2 separate regions of the Mus musculus genome follow, and region 2 is linked to region 1. A link is a contact called in public HiChIP or PLAC-seq data. All regions are on one chromosome and are shown on one strand. The core of a region is the stretch at or near the end of the contact, and the rest is flanking DNA. Distances in the headings are between cores, read along the strand shown. Region 1 has its middle 62 kb from the start of Gm24670. Region 2 overlaps Etl4 (enhancer trap locus 4).

Region 1 (5,557 bases), core at 1,932-4,431:
GACTGTGACAGAGACAGAGAGAGACTAGGAAAATATCTCTTACCAACTTGATGAGAACATGAGTACTAAGTACTTGCAGCCCAAGTAGTAATTGCCCCTCAATAAGGCTCAGAGCTCGTCAGAGAAGAGGGGGCAGAAATATTGTGAGACCCAAGTGGATGGATGTATAGCCAAACAGTATTTGCTGGCCATGAATGAAAGCATATCACACAAACTCACTGTAGCAGGGACTGCATGCACAAGACCTGCACAAGATAAACCCAGCCAAAACCCAAAGATGGATGGGAGAAGGCTTGTGGTTGGTGGAGGGCTCATGAAGTCCCACCAGATGCTGAGGGGCAACTGATACTGCTGATACTGATACTGCTGCAGAAAGAGCCTGTTTGCTTCAGGGATGTAGATCCCTGATAGCTTATTCATGCTCAGGTGGATGGTCCCACATCTGTGTGCAATACAGGCATCAGTAAATGGACTCAGTGGATACTGGGATAGATGGATGAAAGGACGGATGGGTGGGTGAGAGGGAAGAAAGGAGGGAGGGAGTGAAAGAGAAAGGAAAGGAGGGAGAGAGACTGAGGGGGAAGAGGAGAAAGTGACTGGAGGTAGTGGAGAGACTTAGGAGGTGAATTTGACCCAAACACATTAAATATGTGTATAAATTAAATATTTAAAGAACTCCACTAGAGTTTCCAACCTGACTCACTCTTCACAAGATCACCCACCTTAGGAGCCTATGGTTAGCTAGGCAATCAGATAAAATAATACCAGTTAAAGTATTGATCCCTTACTCTGGCTTTGTCTATGATTCTCCCAGACACCTTAGTCCATCAAAAAAAGACCAGCGAAAGGTCCACCAGAGGAGAGGAGAAGCAGTGCTTAGAACTGGGAGGTGGGGAGCTTCCTCTACACTGAAGCCACACCTCCGAGTTGGCTGCTCACAAAGCAATGGCTCAGAATTTGACTCCAGGGAGGATGACCTTACCTCTGAGAGGGAACTTCTGGGTAAAGTCCAATTTGCTGGAAGATACTTTGAATTTAATGTTGTTATCATACAACTATTATTAAATCAGCTTGAGCTAAGAACCAGGACATTTTTATTTGTCATTCTCTTGAGCCATTTGTATAATGTGAATCATCCATCTCTTTCACTGAAGTCATATTGGGTTACAAATAATTCCATCCCCCGAATCTTAGTCCACCTGTACTGGACTTCAGGTTCCACAGAATTTCTCCATTATGATTTCTTTATTGGTTGATGTCACTATCACCTGCTACATAAGGAGCAGGATTGACATAAATAATTACTTAGATTTGAGGAATTTGTGGAAATAACACACAGGGCAGGAACAATAATTGAAAGCATAGGTGTGGATCTATTTCTTTTTTTAATGTAGAAAATACTGGGGTCAGGGCATGGGCTTTACAGCTCTCCTTCAAAACTGTTGGAAAAATAATTCCAATTTGGAGAGATTATACAGCTTGATGAAGGCCACACCTGCTAAGTAGTAGAACCAAGATTTACATTCAGATTTTTCTGTCATCAGAACTTATATACCTTCCTTTCTATCCCACTTCACAAGCAATCAGAGGCTAGAACTGAATAAGAACAGGAATCAATGACTTTAGTTTTAAAAACTGTAAAGTGTTTCCCAAATAATATTGCCCATGAGACATAGAAACATGGAACCAAGGGATGTCTTTAAGACATGCATCAAGATACCTCGGGTGACTATGTGAAAGTTCTGCCTGGAAGCAGAGGGCAGATTAGAGCTGTGTGCTTCTGAAAGCCATTTCTACTTCTGCCTGCTATTATAAGCCCCCTGAAAAGTATCCATGTGGAAGGAGCCACTTCTCCCTATTCCCAGTGGCTCACATCAGTCAAATCCAAGAATTATAATGAGTATCAAAAGCAGCATACCCATAGTTCTGAGGTGAGGATGCTAAATTCTTTATCATTTTTCTGTACGAAGACAAACACCGGACAATTGTTAGCAGCACTCTGCTTGGTGGGAAAACAACCAGGTAGACATTTTTCTTGGACAACTTCCCATTACTCCCAATCCAAAGAATGAAGAAAGAAAAAGAAGAAGAAAACATATGAGCCCAGAAATCATTTGGTTTTGTCCATGGCCACAATTTTCTGCATGCACTATCTATTCTTCATCTTGTATCTATCTCATTAACTGGGCATCAAAGAAAAATGATCACTTCAGACAGTGTTTTTCCTGTGTGTTTAGTTCATGGCATCCATGACTCCTTAATCTTAAACAATGCACCATTTTCATTAAGAAATGACAATAAAGCTTAAAAGCAAAAAAAAAAAAAAAAAAACCATATGTCCAAAATCACAACTTGGATCTTCTCACCAAGTCTGAGCAGATGGCCACAGGCCTACTAAGATGATTCAGACTGACTGCATGATCCTGAGTCATTGCCTAAGACAAGCAGAAGGGATTACAGCTACTCAGCTTAGGATCCAGATAGTCTCCTGGGCCCTGGAAGGTCCCAGGAATTGAGTTCTGGGCATCTGTTATCCAATGATCAAAACTGGAGACCAGGATTTGGGTTCACTAGGTTAAGACTATTCATTGCTTGACATCTAGAATGTAAGGACAGTATTAACAACATTATCCCATATATCCTGCTTTCCTGCTGCCCTATGGACATGTGTTTGTTGAAAACCCAAGGCAGCCATGCTCTTCCTAGGTGAGAGCGATGCAGGATGCAGGAACGCAGGGGAAAAATGGTTTTCGCTTTAGTAGAGAACATGGCAGGGTTTCTGCATAGCTGCTATAGCACCTTTGACATGTGAGAACTCTAGTTGAGTATCCACATGGCTTAACTGTAAAGTGGCATGCCTCTGTGTTGGAATAAAGTGGGACATGGCCATAGGTCACCTGTGTGATGCCTTTTGGGCATCAGGGGACAATGCCACCAAGTGGGAGTATCAGCAGACAAGGAGAGGTCTCTGTGTGGAACCGGAGAGGCCTATTCGAGAATAGAAACCCACGGCGCTGCCACTGAGGGCTGCGGAGTTATTTAAGGAGTGTGTCAAACAGAGAAATTAGGGATCTTAGAAGAGTTTGTCTTGAGCAAAGGAGAGAAATATCACTAGGCACTGCTGTCATCGCTTTGATCATAACCACTGGGGTTGCCTAGGAAACCCAGGTTACAGTCTGCTGCGCTGAAGCTTGAGATAATGGGAAGATTCGGCTCCAAGCCGACCTTGGAGAAAGGAGCAGGGTATAGACCTGTCGGTGATGAAGTCCAACCTTATTTATCCCAGTACCCTTTCAACATGAAGCGATACAATTAAAAGAAGTAATACAATTAAACAGCTCCTTGCGGTTTTCTCTCCTCGAGTAAAAAGAAATGCAACCCCTAGAGGCTCTGCTGTCTTCAAATCTAAAAATGTTACATACTTTCTTCTTTAAAAGACACTATGGGTCTACTGCTTTCCTGCTTCCACTCCAAAACATCAACAAAATTAATAGCACAACATTAGGTATGCACACTTCCGCTGTCCTCACTAACACCTCTGGCACCACTACCAAGTGTCTAGCTACACGTGTTTCTTTCTCTTCTCTTCTCTTCTCTTCTCTTCTCTTCTCTTCTCTTCTCTTCTCTTCTCTTCTCTTCTCTTCTCTTCTCTTTTCTCTCTCTCTCTCTCTCTCTCTCTCTCTCTCTCTCTCTCTCTCTTTTCTCTCTCTCCTCACCTCCTCACCCACTCTTCCTTTTTCAGTAGTAGGATCAGAGGACAAAGCCCAGCACATGGTAGACGAGAGCTGAATTACATCTTCTTTTATGAAACTCTACTCCATCCTCTGCAGTTTTCAGTGAACATCCATTTCTATGGGTCAATAATAATAAGTTATTTCCTGTGACTGGTGACCTTACTGACAATATCTGGCATCACCTAAAAGCCTAGTACCTGTGCATTCCTGTGAAAGATTTCATTGGATCATTTAAGGTGAGGTGACCCACCTTAAATCTGGACCACACCCTCTGGTGGCAGCCCACATAAAAGAACATGAAAGAAGGAAGCTTTGACTTTTTGCCTACCTGCACACATTCTTGTAGGCAAATTTATCTATTCTGTTGCTAAGACTTTTCTCCACTGTCATTAGAACTACTTCTTTGGGATTCCAACATAGACTGAAGACCAGAAGCTCTCTAGGAATCCTCTGGTACTCCAGCACCAGATTGGACTGCTAAGACATCCAGTCTTGTGGACTAAACAAAGTCCTTTGGCCTTTCTGTATGGAGACAGCCATTGCTGGGCTACTTAGATGCCAGCCTATAAACCACTCTAGTCATATATATATATATATATATATATATATATCTTTTCAATCTAGAGAACCCTGACTAATACAATTTCCAATGGAATACTCCCCTTCTAATTAATAAAACCTATAGCTATGGGATCAATAAGACTACAGGAAAACTCAATGATACACAAAAAGCAGTACTTAAAAGATGCATCTCTAACTCCAAATATGCACCAACAAAACCAGAATATTGTAATAAAACAAAAATAGCCAATTTTAAAACTAAAATGGAAAATATAAGAGCTGAACCAAGAAAAATTTAGGCAAAAGAAACTGGGGCAGAGCTCACAGCTCAATCATCTATACAGGCTGAGTTCAGTCTCTAGAACAGGTGTACAACAAGGAAAGACTTCAACATTCTTAGACAGCAAAACTATTCAGTGAAGATAGACCCTGTTACTATGTGTTTTAGGTATTTTCCAACTGTTGCAAACAACAACAGCAAAAAGAACAAAAATCTGACAAAAAGCAATTTAGGGGAGGAAGAGTGCATTTTCACTCAGTTTGAGCGTTCTCAGGGGAGAGGTCCAGTGGGAGGAGCATGAGGTGGCTTGTTACATTGCATCCTCCGTCAAGAAGCAGGGAGTGATGAATGCTCGTATTTGGCTCATTTTCGTCTGTTGATTTTTGTCCTAGCCTCCAGCCCATAGATTCCAGTCTGTGAACTTGAGATATTTACCATTTTCTTCCCCTTTATGCATAGTCACTTGTGTGTTAAGAACACAATCTATCCTCTGCAGGAGTATATTTTCAAGTAAATTTCAAAGTATTCTCAGATATGAACACATATGCAAACACTGAGCCATCCACTTATGTAAGAGATAAGATGAAAGACAACCCACCTCATGGGTGCCCTGTGACATTTAAAACAAAAAGCTTTAATGTAGAGACCTTTAATAGGTAACAAGAATATTTTGAAAATATTCTTAAAATGCAAATTGTAATTGAACATAATACTATTTTTGTTTTATGTCTGAGATTATCATATAGTTATATTTTTCACTTCTGTGTGTGTGTGTGTGTGTGTGTGTGTGTGTGCATGCGCACGTGTGTGTGTGTTCCTAAATAGATCATGTCCAGCTCATATAATGCTACTTGTATGCATGTTTCCAGGGCTGACCACTTGGCACTGGAAAACCAATTGGTGTGATCCTTCCTGGGGATGACCACTTCTCTCACTCCCAGCTTTCCTCAGCTGTCTGTAGATCCTTGTGTAAGGCTGAGGA
Region 2 (5,557 bases), core at 1,084-3,583, 790 kb before region 1:
AGATGTGGTGCAAACCTGTAATTCCAGCACCCTAGAGACAATAGCTGGAGGATCCTGATATGGAAACCAGTCAAGAGCTGCTCAGACTTCCGGGATGGAGACAAGGGAGGGGCTGCCAAAGGCCAGAATAAAAAAGGTAGCAAAGAGTTGCTACCTGGAACTCCTCATCATGTGGAACCCACAGTTTCTGGGAGACTTGGCTTCTACTTCAATAATCACTGTGACATCTACATCTGATTCCTGAAGAGAATCAGATTCAGAAAAGTGTGAGGTGGGTGCAATCTCACACTGTGTTTACAGTGGCCTGAATTCTGATGAGCAGGTTATCAGTAAAAAATGCATTCACATGATTTCAGCCAACTCCCCACAAAAGCAGCACAAACACTATTAATCTTGCAATATGTATTATATATGTGTGTATACATTATATATTATCCACGTGCGCGCACACACATATAGTTGTTCCTTTGTTGCTGCTTGGGAGTTATTTTAATGATGAAATAATTTTCTCTATATTCATTAACATGAGAAACAATACTGAATCTGCAAACGTGTAATAATATACTCTACTTTTCTGACTCATAGATCACTCATCTACAAAATGCAAGACACAGACTCTACAAGTCTTTACTTGGCTGTTGTAAAAACATGAAGAGGATAGAAAAGAAGAGGGGAAAAAGCAGCGCTTTGTAATACAGAATTGCCTCATGCATTCTAAGCAAAAACAACCCATAATACAAGAGGCCTCAACATTTAGAGTTGAGCGATGACACCATGACTGGTCACCCTCAGTGTATGGAGGTGAAAACTGAGGCTCAAGGGTATGAATTTACTTTCCCCGAGTCACACAGCCAGTGAGGAAAACAGGACTTCCGTCTCCTTTGTCACCTTCAGATCTAACTGGTAACAATTGAACTGAATGCTAATCCCAATGCTAATCCAAGTCCTCCGAAAGCAGCAGTTCTGATTCCGTGCTTACATATTCAAAACAGTTTCAAAGCAGGTTTTGTCTTAAAAGTCCCTAGTTTCCCTGTTCCAGGTACCTTGAGCTCAGACTTTAATCCTTGTATTATTGGAAAGAAACAAATGAATTTTCTCCATGTTCTTTTGAAGAGGGGGAGCTTAACTGCTCATAGAACAGTTAACAGCAGGAGATGTCTCCTCTGCTGCCAATTGAGGGGTCTGTACCCATCAAGGCTACAGGGCCATCCACCTGCCTCCACTACCAGGTGACCAGGCTTCTGTCTGGAAGCGAGCTTTCTAACTATTAACTTTTCCCTCCTCTTTCTTTCATCCATCCTGCTATTTACAGCTAGTTTCTTAAAAGTTCCCAAACTAATAACTCCAGCACAGTTAATTTTTTTCCAGTCTTAGAGAACATTTTTCCCCAATTTTTTATTAGGTATTTTCTTCATTTACATTTCAAATGCTATCCCGAAAGTCCCCTATACCCTCCCCCTTAGCGAACATTTTTATGAAGGAAAACAAAAAAACAAAACATGCAAGCACATTTGAAAACAGAAGGGCCCTGTTTATAAATCTGAGTCCCAGGTTATTTCCTAGATATTCCAAAGATTTTAGTTTTCATATTTTACAAAATGAAAATCCAGAATTACCAGAGTCTTACCTTCAGATGCGTGTGCATGCACACACACACACGCGTGCACACACACACACACACACACACACACACATGCGCGCAGCATCTGGGAACAGTCAACAAATGTATACAGTATCTTGATGCTCAGTCATCCTGTGAGTCCCTCTCTGTGTCGTCTGTCCCTGCAGCATTCTCCATGGGCACAATCAGCATAATACGTAATACATTACTTGTTTTTCAGCTCTATTCAAAAATCTCAGTTCATTCAACAACAACAACCAAAAAAAAAAAAAAAAAAGCCCTTAAGATAGCCCCAAAGCTGGAACACTCCGTGTGAAAAAGCTATGCTTATAGACTCCATTCTTCCTGCCAAGTGAACAATGCTCACAACAGACCACAGGGTTTCCAAATAACCTTTTGGCAATAACTGGAAATTAAAAAAAAAAAAAAAAAAACAGGAAAAAAAAAGCACATGCATTTACCTGTACCAAGCACTCCACAGGTGAGGCAGAGGCGAAAGAAGAAATCCTAGTTCATCTTCTGAAACTTTACAAATCTAATGGTCTTCGGACTCATCCGTCCTCCGAGCTGTCAGGTAAACCCCCCTCCATGCCTCGGCTGTTTTCTTTTGCAGTTTTTCCCAGTGAAACTCTCCTCATTTGCATAAAGCCTATTTGTAGCCTATAGGACTTTTTGAGTAACTACTTGTTAAACTGGCTGTCTTGACATGCTCTTTCAAGCATGACATCATAAATCTCCATGGAAACCTTAACACCACCTGCCTACATGCCAACGTTACCTGTCAAGTAAAGACTGAAACAATCATCTGAAATTGTTCATTAATGAAACCTTTCAGCCGGGCTCGGGATCTTTGCGCGGTGTAATTTGTGCTGTTGGCAGCAAGGGAACCAAAAAAACGGTGGCTTCGTTTTCAAAGCCTGAGCTGTTTTGCAGAAAACAATGATCAAAATTATAGGCATTCGCTAATCTGCCCCTCCCTGTCTAACAATGCACTTAATCAGTGCAAGAGGAAGAAAAAAAAAAAAACCTCACAGTGGCACAAGTGTGCCTCTCTCTACCGGGTAAAGTTACTTTGAAAAATCTTCAGTCTGCACTTGTAAGGTTTTCCTGCTCTTCCCCGCCACCAACCCCCTACCTACTTTTAACCAGGAAAACCTGCAAAACAGGTTCCTTACCTGAGTGTGTGTCTGTGTGTGCGGGTGCAGCTGTGTACATTTGCCTGTGGCCTGTGGCTGTAGAGGTGGGAGGAGGTACAGACATTTTTAACCCTTTCCTAGCAAGCATGTGCATGTCTCCCAAGCTTATACAAGTAGCTGGACAAACACGTATGCAATTTTCACTATCTCAGATTGTTTTTTAAAGATTTTAAATTGCTTTTAGTTTTGTGGATGGGTGCTTCGCTTGTTTGCCTGTTTATATGTGTACCATGTGTGCCCCACTGCCTGCAGCCCAGAAGGCAGCATCACAGCCTCTGGGACAGGAGATACAGATAGCTATGAGCCATCATGTGGGTGCTGGGAAGGGATCTTGGGTCCTAGGCAGCATCAGCAAGCATTCTGAACCATTAAGCCATCTCTCCAGCTCTACTATTACATTCTTTAAAAAATAAAATCCCTACTTGTCCCGAAAACTTCCTGGTTATGATGCTGAGCTAATTACTCCTTCTTTCCACTTCCAAATGTGGCACAGACACGGGTTTAAAACTGCTGATGCCTGCCACTGAAACGTTTGCATGGACCTGCTCCAAATCCACCAGAGTTTACAGACCATTATCAATTGGCTGTCAGGCGCCACAGCATAAAGGACTTCAGCGAGACTGAATGGGATCAGACACAATACCACGGTGCCGGAGACAGCCGGATGCTGCCTTGCTGCAGGATCCAGCAGCTCTCATTCCCCAGCACCCTGCAGCAAGCTGCACAAGGCTCAGCAGCACCTGCCCTCAGAGGCCAGAGAGCAAGTGTTAACCTTTACACTATGCCAAGCTCACATTGTCCTCTGCAGAAAGCAAAGCACTGGCTTCAAAAACTCGGAAGTGGCTCTTTCTGTAAAGGAAAGGGAAGGTCTTTGGATCAGTGAATAGCCCTGACAGATCTGAGTTCTACATTGCCCCAGTTCACAGTCAACAGATGGGACATTACCTTTGAAGGGAACCAAGAACTAGTGGGGTTTAATGCAACAGCTCAGAGTTGGAACCCTCGGGGTAGGTAAGGAGATTCAGAGACTCAATTACTGCCTCTGTGAGTTGCAAATATATCCAGATGAAGCCCAAGCTTATGCTTCACCCAATGGGGGCACAAACACAATGCGAGACAAACAAAAACAAGATAGAACCAAATCTGGGTTTGATTTGGTGGAATCTGCAGATGGAGTGGAAGCACTATTCAATTATAGTTATTCCTCGACGTTCCATTAGAGAGGAGCCCGTGAACATAGATTCAGCAGGCAGAGTGGTTATAATGGGCCAAATCTTCCCTTTAGCTTATTTAGGAAATGACAGTATCTCAGCTTTTGCTTACTCAAGTCAAGCTTGGAAAAGAGATTAAAAAAAAAAATCAGCATCTGAAAGGCACATGAGGATAATTACAAAAATAAGTTGGAGGCAGAAGCCAGGATTAACCCATTCATAGGCAGGCAAGCAGAGGTAAATGCTGGGGATGACATCATTATGGGATGTGGGAACGTTGGCTGATTTAGTGTGGGCTAGTTTCATGCTCCAGCAATCTTAGCCATAAGGACAACACATGAAGGTTGGCACGGATGCCAAGATTTGATTCAAGGTTGGCCAGCCAGTAAGGACTTCTCTTACAGTCCCCAAATGAGGGCAATGCAGAGCTGCCAACACTTCTTAAAGAATAGTATCATGATCTTACTAAACTAGTAACTAAGTTCAGGCATTTAAAACAATGTAATAGTTTGTATGTAAAATGTCCTACAGGCTTGTTTGTTTGAACAGTTACTCTCCAGTGGTTGGTGCTGTTTTGAGAGGCCTTGGCATCTTCAGGAGACAGGGAGTTGGTAGGGGAAGTTAGTAATTGATGGGGTCTGGGGCGGAGTACTTCAGCTTCCCTCAATGTTCTTTCTCCTCTTCCTTCCTTGGTCTACCACCATAGCTGCTCCAGCATGCATATCTTCCCCAGCACTGTGGACAGTGCTTCAAACCATGAACCAAAACAAATCTTTCCTCCCTTAAGTGGGTTCTTATACCAGGTATTCAGGGGTAATGGGAAGAAAAATAACTAATGTAATAATCTGGCTTGATTTTAATTTATCGACATCTCTTGCATCTATAATTGACTCAAGAGAGCAAATAACACTCGAATCTGTTTCAACAAATCTATGTTGTAACAGAAGTAGTGAAGTACTCACTCAGCAATAAAGCCCCTGAAAGATGAAAGAACACATGCATATGGTAAAAGAGGTGAGTTAGAAACTGTCAGTTAGCAAACAGTACCTTCAGTGAACACTTTCCTTGTTAAAATAATCAATTCTTACTTCCTTTGCGCTTGATAGCCACAATGTGAGGCAAGAAAGACCACCATTTCCACATTTCCTATAGATATGCTCAAAGTGATTAGGTTGGGTGGGTCTTCCACAGAAATAAAGTGTTGGAGGCTCAGTATAAATCTGGGTGGACCCAAGAGTTGACACCAGAACAACTGTGTTAACCAAAGACAGCACTACCCATAGCTTAATAAATCCACTCTCAGTGGTGTATGAAAGTTCTAAATAAATTAAGCCAGGCCAAGTGGAGTTCTTCTAACTTGAAAGTCTTTATTGGATTGCCAAAGGCAGACTTTCTGTGGATCTTCCAGACATCCTAAGTGAAGACATGTTTGGGATTCTAGAACTGTCCAGCTACAGAAGCAAGTCAAGCCAGGAGGAATCTAAGAAGGAAGCAGCCATCAGCAACAGAGGCTGAGCAGAGGAAGGCAT

What was found. HiChIP or PLAC-seq counts read pairs in DNA pulled down with a chosen protein or histone mark.
Region 2: a contact with region 1 is called in an H3K27ac HiChIP or PLAC-seq map of SST interneurons, with 4 times the contacts expected there. The contact joins two enhancer-like sites. A contact is called at or near these places in 2 of 115 datasets of contacts at active chromatin or transcription factors (SST interneurons and astrocytes).

The regions. Positions count from the first base shown.
Region 1 is chr2:19,750,540-19,756,096 of GRCm38.p6, reverse strand. No RefSeq gene overlaps it. Among named protein-coding and RNA genes, the nearest start is that of Gm24670, 62 kb to the right of the region's middle. Within about 2 kb of position 3,181, at least 11 of the 459 cell types and tissues checked have an H3K27ac peak or open chromatin away from gene starts, as enhancers often do. A contact at or near this core is called in SST interneurons, where this site is marked.
Region 2 is chr2:20,544,642-20,550,198 of GRCm38.p6, reverse strand. The region is part of intron 3 of Etl4 (enhancer trap locus 4); the gene reads right to left. Among named protein-coding and RNA genes, the nearest start is that of Gm17171, 210 kb to the right of the region's middle. Within about 2 kb of position 2,333, at least 109 of the 459 cell types and tissues checked have an H3K27ac peak or open chromatin away from gene starts, as enhancers often do. A contact at or near this core is called in SST interneurons, where this site is marked.